Regions from separate parts of the Sus scrofa genome. Here region 1 is linked to region 2. The links are chromatin contacts, called in public Hi-C maps. All regions are on one chromosome and are shown on one strand. Each heading gives the region's core, a stretch centred on a gene start, on an enhancer-like site or on the middle of the called end of the contact. The rest is flanking DNA. Distances are from core to core; before and after follow the strand shown.

What was found. A called contact is a pair of places that touch in the nucleus more often than the background predicts.
Region 1: a Hi-C map of retroperitoneal adipose tissue shows a contact between it and region 2, with 1.9 times the contacts expected there. The contact joins the promoter of CITED2 here to the enhancer-like site in region 2. A contact is called at or near these places in 10 of 47 Hi-C or Micro-C datasets (alveolar macrophages, embryonic fibroblasts, epiblast stem cells and 7 more) and 1 of 2 datasets of contacts at active chromatin or transcription factors (skeletal muscle).

Annotation. Positions count from the first base shown.
Region 1 is chr1:25,154,009-25,159,942 of Sscrofa11.1, reverse strand. It overlaps CITED2 (cbp/p300-interacting transactivator 2), which reads right to left and starts at 4,291. Exons shown (of 2, transcript XM_001925774.5): 1 at 4,035-4,291; 2 at 1,426-3,572. The coding sequence starts at 3,564. The coding sequence ends at 2,743.
Region 2 is chr1:24,049,663-24,055,316 of Sscrofa11.1, reverse strand. No RefSeq gene overlaps it. Among named protein-coding and RNA genes, the nearest start is that of TRNAE-UUC, 680 kb to the right of the region's middle. Within about 2 kb of position 2,231, at least 3 of the 83 cell types and tissues checked have an H3K27ac peak or open chromatin away from gene starts, as enhancers often do. A contact at or near this core is called in retroperitoneal adipose tissue, where this site is marked.

The DNA.
Region 1 (5,934 bases), core at 3,042-5,541, 1.1 Mb before region 2:
CTAAAGAGTTTAAATGAAATAGAGATCATTCAAAAGAAGAGAATGGAGGAGCTTGTATTTGTAGTGAGGAGAAATTATACTTAGCCCAGCTCCTCTGTTTGAGTCCTCTGTTCTGGCAGAGATAGGCTCAGGGTCTAATAATAGTTCCTTGGGCTCTGTATCTCCACATACGTGTTCCGGTGTTAGAGCAGCAGGAAGAATTTAGTGACAGAGCAGGTGTTGTGGCTTATTCCCTGGCAGAATAAATGGTGAAGGGTGGTGGCAAGACAAACCTCTTGCTTCTTTCTTTATGCAAAAAACAATGCCTCCAATAGTCTCCTTTTTTTTTTCCCTGGCAGAAGTGAAAAAGAACTAGAATTGCAGTATTAATATGTATGCAAACATACTTTTTCACTTGAGGCTCTGGGAAAAAAAAGGAAAAAGAAAAATTTACTGTGAAAATGCTTAGCCGGGAAGATTTACTGCTGATTGCAGATTTAGTATTGACATCTCTTAGCTGAAGAAAACTTCAGCTTTAACTATTAATGTGGGAAATCTGGACTAGCTTTTAAAATGGGGTAGAGTTTTGAATGATGGTGTATTTTCAGAGAAATTACTTATTTACAATATAATTTTTAATAAGTAAGTGTCAATTATAGAGGTATAAAAAACCCTGTGGAGTGTACATCTTAATTTTAATGGCCTGCTTTGGAAATAGAATTATAGAATGTAGGTGATCTGAATTATACTGAAATCACCCTTTAGGCCAGACTCACTGTAATTTAACACATCTGTATATCCTCCTTTCCTGATTTTTTAAAATTATGAAATATGGGATTTTAAATTAGAATCTCAGAGTCTAAATGAAATGCTTTTATGGGATTGTTTGTGAGATTTTCCTCAACCTACATTTCTATACTCCTTCAGGTTATATACAAAAGACTATTTTTCCACAAAGGTAGGTGTGTTGCTCTTATTAGATAAGCTAGGAGAACATGAAAGGAAAAACAAAATTCCTTCTCTTTCCAACTGGGATTATTTGAGATTTTAACAATATTACTTTTTCCTTTGCTTGATTATATAAGGCAGAACGTGACACATACTTAACCATAGTTATGCCTTGATAATGCATCTAGGTAAAATTTAAAAGGTTCTTATCCTTATGTTCTTTGCACCCAATGCCTGTTACAGCAAAAACTCAGAATTCTGGAAAACAGGGCATGTTTGAGAGGGAACATCTTGTGAAGGTTGTAACTTGACCTTTGAGTCAACCTTGCTGAGTAAATTTTAAATATTATAGAACAAAATAGAAAGCCTCAAGGTGGAATTCCACCCTCTCTTCCTCTTAGAACTGTAAACCAGTCAGAAGCTTTCGCAGAGATTAAGCTAGAAATTGTGTGCCTCTCCTTAGTACTTTTGCTGAGAAATAAAATTCATCACTAGAGATAAAGGCAGATTTGTATTTAATACATCCTCATCACTCTCCCAGTATTTTATTCCAGTCTACCTCCAGTTAAGTAGTTGAATCAGGTATAACCAGAAATACTTGTCTTTCCCCCCTCCCTCTCTGTGAAAAAATATTTATAACATTTAGTATTACAAACCTGCCTAACTCTGGAGTACACTTATGATGACAATTCAGGGGAAGAAAAAAAGCTCTAACAACTTTGCAGCTTTTGATTAAACCACACCAAGAGGCATGTTACAGTGATAACAATGAAGCATTATGCCAATTATGTTAAATCCTGCTCTCCGCTTTAAGCTCATCATGACCTGTTTTAGTGTCCTGTAATTTATCCTTTGGAATGCTTACTCTCATCAATAAAGTGTTCAACTTAAAGAGAAAAAAAGAAAGCCACCAAAGGGAATAACCACCCCCAAATGACTTCTAGAAAACAAGTATTTCTTAACTTTTTATTGACATTGGCAAATTAAAATAGAATAAATTAACAAGTATTTTTTCAAAAAAATGTTTTGTACAAAAATACTGTCAAAATTTCCTAAAAAGCTTTCAACACAGTAGTATCTTTTCATGTACTGAATATAACTATTAGCACAGTGTCAAAAATGTTGAAGACAGAAACAAAATAAAAATTTGTGAAATGTTTGCCACTGACGACATTCCACACCCTATTATTGTCTGTACATATGGGGGAGGGGGACAGCCACCTTGAAAGTGAACAGTATGACTTTTCCTGATTCAGAACGGTTTGGCCCACATCTGTTTAATCTTCCAGTTTAGCATATTTTAAAAAATTCGTCTGTACTCAAATGCATAGTTAAAAAAATGAAGTGAGATGGCAGAGTTTGTGCAGTAATATCTGCCCTTCAAAGTTCATGCAACCAACTAATGCAATTTTTCCTTTCCCTCATAAATCTGAATACAGTTCAGTCATTTGAAACCATCTACAAAATCCACAAGATTAAGCAGTTTGCCAAGATTAATATCTAACAGTTCAGCACTGGAGAAAGTGAGGAAATAAGGAGTAAAAACAAACAACAAAAAAGACCAAGTTAGCTAGATATTTCAACTACATAAGGGAGGTGAGTGTCAAGGCTACAAAAACGAAACGAAAACAGAAAAAAAAAAAAAGTGGCAGCAATTTTTAAAACCAATTTGTACAAGTTTATAGTTTACTTTGTTTCCAAGTTCTCAAACCTTTCACGATCTGAAAAGTGAGATACTGTGTCTAAGGGAATGTTTTTTAATTCACGCCGAAGAAGTTGGGGGATTTGATTTCTTTCTCCGAGATTTTGATCGAGTCAACAGCTTACTCTACTGGGCTGCTGTTTGCACACGAAGTCCGTCATAAAATCAAACTCGTTTTGCCCCAGCCAGAGTTCAGGCAGCTCCTTGATGCGGTCCAAACCCATTTCTATCACTAAGGACATAAGCACTTCCTCGTCGATGAAATCAGTGTCTATGACATTGGGCGGCAGCATTGCAGCAGGGACGTGGGCCACAGAGGCGGGCATGTTGCTGCTGCTGCCGCTGCCGCTGCCGCCGCCGCTATTGCTGCTGCCCGCGCCGCCGCCAGAAGTGCCCGCGGAGCCGCCGGGGGTGCTGCTGCCGCCGGAGCCGCCGGGGGTGCTGCTGCCGCTGCTGTGCTTGGGGTTGCAATCTCGGAAGTGCTGGTTTGTCCCGTTCATCTGGTGGCCTGCAGCAGGGTGCAAATCCGGCATGTAGTGGTTGTGGGGGTAGGGGTGATGGTTGAAATACTGGTTGTTGAGCTTCTGCAGCTGCATGCTGGCCGGCAGGGAGCCTCCCTGACTGGCCACGGGGGGGGCCATGAACTGGGAGTTGTTAAACCTGGCCGCGGGGGCCAGCGCGCTCGGGGGGTGCCCTCCGTTCACAGTCCCCGGCCCCATCGCGTGCCTGATGCCGCTTGTGGCATTCATGTTGCCCGCGCCGTAGTGTATGTGCTCGCCCATTAGGGCGTTAAAGGTGTGTTGGGGCTGCTGCTGCTGGTGGTGATGGGGGCTTGGGAACTGCCCCATACCCATGCGGTGGGCAGGGTGGTGGTGCAGCCCATTGGTGCCGTCGGGGAAGCGCCCGTGGTTCATGGCCATCATATGGTCTGCCATTTCCAGTCCTGAAAGTGAAAAAAGCAGACGCTAAGACCGTAGCCACACGTGTCGCCCACCACAGCGCAGCCCACCTTTTCTCGCCTTTGCCCCCCTCCCAAGACTCCCTAGACACACTTCGGTTGCGATCATCCCGAGGATCCCACCAGGAGCCTGTGCACCCGGGTTCACCACCAAGACAGACCTGCCATCTACAACAGAGCCGCGCGCTGCACAAACATCCCTTTCCCCTGCGATCGGGCGGGGGGACCCAAGCCCACACCCCCCTTTGCTCCCCGATGTCGCCTAATAAAGGAAGTGCCCCGTAGCCCTGCCGCGAACTTCAGGCATTAAATCAGCCCTCCTCATCCTGTTGTTGCACATCCTGTTGTTATTCCCCAGCTCCGCCTCACGCTCTTCCTCCGGGCAAACCCAGCCCTCGTCGGACTGGGTTGGCAGAAGCCCCAGCCAGCTTCTCTCGCCGCGCTTACCTTCCGTCCTTGCGATTTCTGCTCTGAAGACCGAGGGCGGGATCGTTGGGTCCAGGACCGGCTCAGCAGCACATAGAGGTGGCCTTTCCGGTGTGCAAGGCGCTCGCTGTCTCGAAGTCTGCGCCGAGGTCTTGCAGCGGCTGCTGGGGCAGGACCGGAGCCGTTCCCTTTTATTTCCCCTCTGCTGCCTCACAGCTCGCTAGATCGCTAGACCGCCCGGCAGCTGCCAACAATGAGCTGTGTTTCTTAGGGCTTTGGCCACAGTCAATATAAGGGATTTCAGAAAGGGCGGAGCGAGAGCCTCCCGGGGGGGCGGAGGGAAAATGCGGATTCCGGCACTTTGAGCACCCCGGACTGGGTCTGGCAACCGAGTTCCCCCTCGGCCGGAGGCACGTGCGCAGAGGCTGCGGTCCCAGGCACCGCCCCGCGGCCCCCGGATCCTGGTTTCCTCCACAAACACTGAGCCAGCACGGCGGCCCCCGGCACAGAGAAAAAAATCTTCCCTTGACTCTCAGCCTAGAGGTAGCGCCTGTCCGGAAAGAAGCGAGGAAAACTCATCGCCCCCCTCTGGCCGGATTCCCCAACCCCCAGCTCACCTACCGATCTGAGCTGCTTTTTACTGGAAAAGGGGATTCAATGCAGCGCCCACGCCGTCCATAGTGCCTTTTTGCCTCCCTGAGCTTACCAAAGCTTACCCAGGCTGCAAAGAATGGTTGTGTTTACCCCAGTGCGTTTTTAAGCCCTAGGCAAAGAATGTCCCCTCCCCTGTGCACGCTTTCCTGGGTTTTGCCTTTGTGTTTCTATTTGGGCATTAGGTGACCTGATCTAGATATTCTGCGTGTAGGTGAATCTCCCCCCCCCCCCCCCCCCCGCTCCCCCGCCTCAAGGACAGAGGCTGGGGGCGGGGACCGGCAGCCCGCTGCAGCTGCAGGTGGACTGAGCGCGCTAGCGCTCGGCTGCCTCCGCTCCAGCGGCCGGGAATCCTGTCCGCGTTTTGGGGCCCACTCGCCGCTCCCGGGTACGTGTGCTTCTGCTAAGTTTGCGTTTGCAGCTCTTGGTAGCTTTGGCATCCGAGCTGAGGCGTCTCTCCTCTGTAAACAAACTCAGCGATCCTCGTCCCTAGATCCACCTTTTTGCACATACAGTTTCTTGCTTCTGCTGTTGCCCTTGATCCGGGAGATGGGGGTGTGTGCAAACTTGCACAGCCTCCCTCTGGGTTCTGCCAGACGGTTTGGGGTTGCTTTAGAAGTGAACGGGTTTGTAATTAAGAAATTCGAGGGCTGAGTAAGGCTGCTGTTGCTGGAAAAGGAAAACAGATAGATAACATGGTAATCGCTTTGTAAATAAAGTCGTTCTGGAGGTGGGCACGTAGCTGCACGTCCCGTATGGCACCGCGAGCATACACACTGCTGGGACTATTCCTTTCCAGTGAAATTTCTCAGTGGGGCAATAGGTGATAATAATAACCTTGCTTCCCAGAACGCGGCACAACTAGCCTGGTCGTCCATTTGGCTCATTGACTTGCAAATAAAAGCCCTAACACCGGTCTGGGCCACTACCCAGTCAGAGCTCTCTTGCTTTCTCAAATGGGGAAGCCGAGTTGTTTCCCCAACACCACGATGAGGCTGCTCCGAGCTTTTATATTGCTCTTTATGTGGTAAAAGCGAGTTTAGCGCTCCGAATAAGGACTTCTGTTCAGAGTTGTTTCTTCATAACTCGATAGCCATTGAAGACTTCCTGCTGTGAAGAGCAAGTCCCCCCCCCACTACCACCCTTTTTTCCCCTCCCTTCTTGCTCACAGGACTTTTTAAGGCCCTATTTCTAGAGGACTGGAAATTCTGATATATTTCCCCTTTCAAGAATTTGCAAAAGAGAGAAAAACCTGATTATTTGAATCTAT
Region 2 (5,654 bases), core at 982-3,481:
ATCTAGTATTAATTTAATCCCATTGGAACTTAGACCCCTTATTGACTAAATAAATTGTCCCTTTACAGTAGTACTGTAGATTATAGGACAGATTATTTGGATAAAAATACAAATACTAACATTTCTTACAAAGTGTTTTATAAACATATATCATATACCATAATGTATGCAACCAACCCACGTTATATCAAACTTAATCAACAAATTAGAGATCTTATTATCATGTACCACCTGTGTTTACAAAGTAATTCATTTCCGCTCAAACTCTGTCATGATATAGGAGTCTGTGATTCTAAGATTATTGTCAAAAGTGAAGTTTGGTATTATAGTACATCCTATGTATTTTTAGACAAAAATTAGATTAATGTATTATCAAAAATGATAGAAATGCTCAAGTTCTGAGGCTACTTATGAATACTTATGTGAAATAAGGCATGGAGGAACTCAAATGGAGGAATGGAGGAATTATTCCAGAATTCAAAGCAAGGTAAAAGAACAGAAATGTAAAGTTAAAGGGATAGTAAATTCTTATTACTATTTTTCATATCAGATAATTCCTACAAGCAACACCTTTTAAAAGTAGCATTGGACGAGCATGGTCACAATTCATTTAATTCTCTACAAAATATGTCTTAATTCAGGCTCTTGGAGGGTTTTTGTTTCCAGTAAATGAATTTATGATTTAATCATTTGGAAAAGAAAAACAATATTCACAGTGTTTTCAGTTTAACCCCCCAGTTAAATAACAAAACCCATTAAAAATAAAATTTTAGTAGGATTTGTCAATAGCTAATTAAAACATGAAAGCACAATATTGATTCAATTTTTAAACATAATCAACTTTTAGATGATAAGAAAAATTTAGTCTTGGAATTTTAAAAAAGGGCTACTTATGTGGCCTACTTTAGTTTAGCTATTTTTTTCTTTCTTTTTTGTCCTAATTAAAAGGTATAAGAAAATTCATGGTTGGTTATTTATAAACTTTGTTGCTGACAAATGGCTGACCTTAAGGTGTAGATTAAGTTCTTTGCCAAATGGCTTCTTAAAAGCAAAATTATTCTTTAAAAATTCTTTGGAAAGTCTATCAGTGGCAAGAGAGGTGAGAGAAACATAGATCTGAGTAATAAATCAATTGGTTGCACTAAAGGTTTCAATCTCCAGATCAGTTTCATCGTTGATGCTTCTTCAGGACCACCACTTTGCTTTACACTTTGCTGCTCCCTGTCCAGCCTTTTAAGATTTAGAGCATTATCTCAAAATTTGTTTTTCATACTTCTTTAGTTATACGGACTTTGCTGACTTAAGGAAACTATAAGTAAACTTTATGGCATATGCAAATTTATAGGCACAAATAATATCAGAGATGAAAGACATTTTCACAGATTATATGAAATTTAATATATTTATATTAATTTTAAATTAGCAGATAATAAATTCAACCCATTGATATGAGTGAGATCTATTCCCTCTTGACTGCTCTAAAGAAACATTACTTCAAGTAAAAATCTTGATTTAAAGACATTTTTCAATTGCATATGGACATAGTCAATGTATTCTGCTCCCTCCTTAATACCCATGCTCTAGGACATAATGTACAGAGATAAACATATAATGATAGTTATAAAAAGGAAAGGGGTTGGAAATTCCCAAATTAATTTGATTAAGTAGTGAAATAAAACTTTATTACTCATGCTAATATCTGCTTCATCTTAGGTTGAGTGAGTTATTTCATTTGTCAATGGCAAAATTAAACAGATAATGTCTTGGCAAGATTAAACAGATAATCATAACCTCTACTCTTGATTTTTCATACTGCAAAAACAACAGTCCAAAGAAAATGAATCAATACAATAAACTTTGAAATAAACTTTGTTGTTATGAAGTTGTTGGGAGAGGTCATCAAGAAGATATGATCCCTGGTTTGACTCTCAAGGTGGACTCAGGTAACTGAAGGCTCCTCACCTTCATTCCTGTCTTTGGAATGTTTTTTTACTTACCTTCCCCACACCCAGGCTGCTCCATGGATACGGCCTTGAGACAATCATGTACTGTTGAGAGCATCTGGATGATGTACTTGACTGAGCCCAGTTAAGGCATCTATATAAACTTCAAGATTTTGACAGGCAGGTGTGGAAATCTACTCTCTTCCAGCCACCCAAAACAAACCTCCTAAATAAGTCCTTTTGATTATTAAACCTGTCATCTACCAACCTAGAGTGGGCTCCCTCTGTCTATGGTCTCTCCTTGTCCTCTAAGTATAGGGAACTGGTTTCAAAATACACCTGGAAATCTTCCCAGGAGGTTGAGACCCAAAAGTATTCACAGCATTCTGGGCATAAATACATTGCTGATAAATGTGTTATAAGAATTTTTATTTGCTTACCCAGTTCAAGAGCAACAATCTCTGTCCTTAGGAGTCAATCATACTATTAATAATTAAACAGACTTATATAAGCTATTAAAACTGCAGATACTGTAGTTGATCATGTCCTCCTTTTACAGAACAAGTTCACTTCATGACAAGCCAAAATATTGAAGCAAGCTAATTGTCTTTTTTTTTTTGCTATGATGAATTTTGCATATATAATACCCAAATCACCTTATTTTTATACACATCACTGCTTTCAAGAGATCAAAGGATTTTTTAAAATATAATTTTAGCAATGCTTGCAACACCCACTCAATTTGGTAGTAACTAATCATATGCTACTTTTCAGGATAGAAAATTCCAGTTGTAGAGCTAAAATAGAGTATCTTTCAGTGTTCTCACTAAAAAACATAAGTTTAACTGCCTCATATTTCTTTTCATTAACTCTTTAGCACTCTGCATTACCTTACCTAAATGAGGCCTGGGTTATTTTTTAAGAAAAATAAAATAATATAAATGCAACACGCCTTATGGTTATCAAAATCAGTCACTCTAAGTACCTTTGTGAATCCAGTATGAAGATGAGTGCCAGCTGCTGCCGTCTCTAGCACCAAGTCTTGGGACACTGGCATCCTCTCTAGTTAAGTGATGCTGAAAGGAGATCAGCTGGTGAGGGAGCAGACCACTCTTTATCTCTGTTAAAAAAATAAACAAAGAAAGAAAATAAAAATTGAGTTTCTATTTTAAAATACTTTCCCTGTTCTTTTTTAAAATGATGACTCTCTCTGCTCCTACCACTGAAATTAAGTCTCAAAGCGTTTTGCTTTGGGGAGCAGTTGTACAAAAATCACCGGTAACACACAATGCTGTCATCAGCTCTATAAAAAACACTAGCAAAACACATTGTACAACTAACAAAAATGAGGAACATGTCACTTCTCAAATTTGAGGTCAAAGATTGACTCTTTCATGAATTGGATAATTTCAACTTGAAAAGTTAGATCAACATTCAAATTTGTTTCACATTGCTCATAAGTATTTAATAACATATAGCTTTGTCATTTGTGCAACTATGGTCATGTGTCTTAAGTGTCAGTTTTACAATCTGTAAAATGGGGACTCAAAATAGTTCTTCATCATGAAGAAGTTATAAGAATCAAATATAGCTATACAAGAAAATGTTAACCAAGTGGCTAGCACCTACTCAATGCTAGGTAATTTATAAGTTATTACTGGCAGTGTAATAACTTATATATTCTGGTATAGTCTATTTCACAATTTAGAAATTGAGCCATCTCAATCATCATTTACTATATAGAATTCTTAAATGAATTTTATCATAGTGAGATGTGTCTGAAAATACTGTGCAAATACATTTCAAAATCATAGAAGGAGCTACTGTTAAAGTAAGATTTAATTTCTATTTAATACAAGTTAAAAAATAAATGTCACTACCCATTTGCTGTGGTGGCCTACAAGGGCATGAGCGAGATAAAGAGAGAGAACGCAAGCAAGCCAAAAAGGTGTGCAGGAACCTGCTAACATGTTTGCTGCAGTAAGTTGGCCACTTGGAAGCTTGAGCCCCAACATTTAATTTTACAAAGGGTTTTTAGAATGTTCACAACAAATAGATTTCCTAAGCATTTTTACTTTCAGTACAATCCACTTAGCAAAAGCCTGGAAAGAAAAGAGAAGTAGTTTTTTATTAGTACTAAAAATAGCAACTAATAAAATATTAACAAGAACAAATCTATACTAAACACAAACAGGAATCTTTCAGTAACACAGTTCATGAAAAGGAAAATCAAGCGGAAAAAGAAAATTCAGGAAAATCAATGATTACTCCTGAGATCTTTTATATCAATATTTGTAATTTGATGGAAAGTTTCTTTTTCTAAACTAACTTCATGACATATTGCATTCATGTAGTTTAAAATAAAATGAGAGTCAAATATCTTATGAAGTAGTCATTGTCCTTACTTTTAAGATAATTAAATATTGAGATTTGAGTAGTATTAAAATTTCTATTTACTAAGGTAGATGATGTGTAAAGTAAAAGCTAGTCTCTCTTTTGTGCTTATTATGAACTAGGCCTTTTATCTGCATTATCTTCAATGTCTCATTAATCAGTTATTTTAACTATATTTTAGAGCTGAGGAATATGAACCTTAGAAAGACAATAAAGTTTGCCTCAGAATATAACACATAAAATAAATAAGATTAGAATGTAATATTTGCAACTCTAAAATATTGCTGTTTTACTTAAGAAATATAGGTTATCTTATTTGCTTTTGTTCATTGATCAACATAAAAACAGATTATGAATATTTACAAATCTCCACAAATCTTTAGGGTGATATTGAATTATTTTCCCATATTACTGTAAAAAAAACATGAAATTGGTTTTCTGACATTTTCTATAGAATATTTCTTCACTTCTTTATGATGATTTTCCTAGATCTTGTTCATATAATAATATACTCATCATAGATTACACAGTGCCCCCAAAGGAGAAAATGATGACCCTAAATTCAACAACCAGCCATGGTATCTATTTCCTGTATCACAACATGTTCTATCAATGTTTTATAACTTTTAAAACTTAATATGTCATGCATATTCTACATCAGCATGTATTCTAAACAAATAGCTTTTACATTTTAGTGGTAGTATTCTCTGTATGAACAAATCTGAAGGAGAACTCTCATAGGTATCATGGTAGGTTGCAGACCTATTCTAGTGGAAGTGAGGAAGAGTAGCATTCCTGACCTTGCTGCTGCTCACCATTCCCCCCAGGGACACCTGAGGATCCTCTGTGGTTTCCATGGAAATTTCTTTGAAAAATATTCTGCACCATTTTATTTAATAATAGATTATGATTCCAACCGATTGGATATTCCAAAAATTATTTCAACAAACAAAAATGGTTTCAGGCATTCTTAACCCACTGTGCAGTGCTGGGAATCAAACTGATATCTCAGGGCACCAGAGAGCCACCAACCCCATTACACCACAGTGGGAATTCCTGAAAAGCATTGTTATTGAAAAGATGAATTATAACTAACATTTATTAAGCAATTAGAATCAATTAATGATTAAATATCCCTATACAAAAGCATAATCTTATCTTCTCTGAAAATAAAGAGATTGTGGCATAGAAAGGTAGACTAAATTGTTTAACATCATACACTTAGTGCATCCTAGAGTCAGATTTAACAACTAACACTGTAAAAAATAGTAATACTTTTTTTTCTGTGGCCATGCCCACAGCATGTGGAAGTTCCTA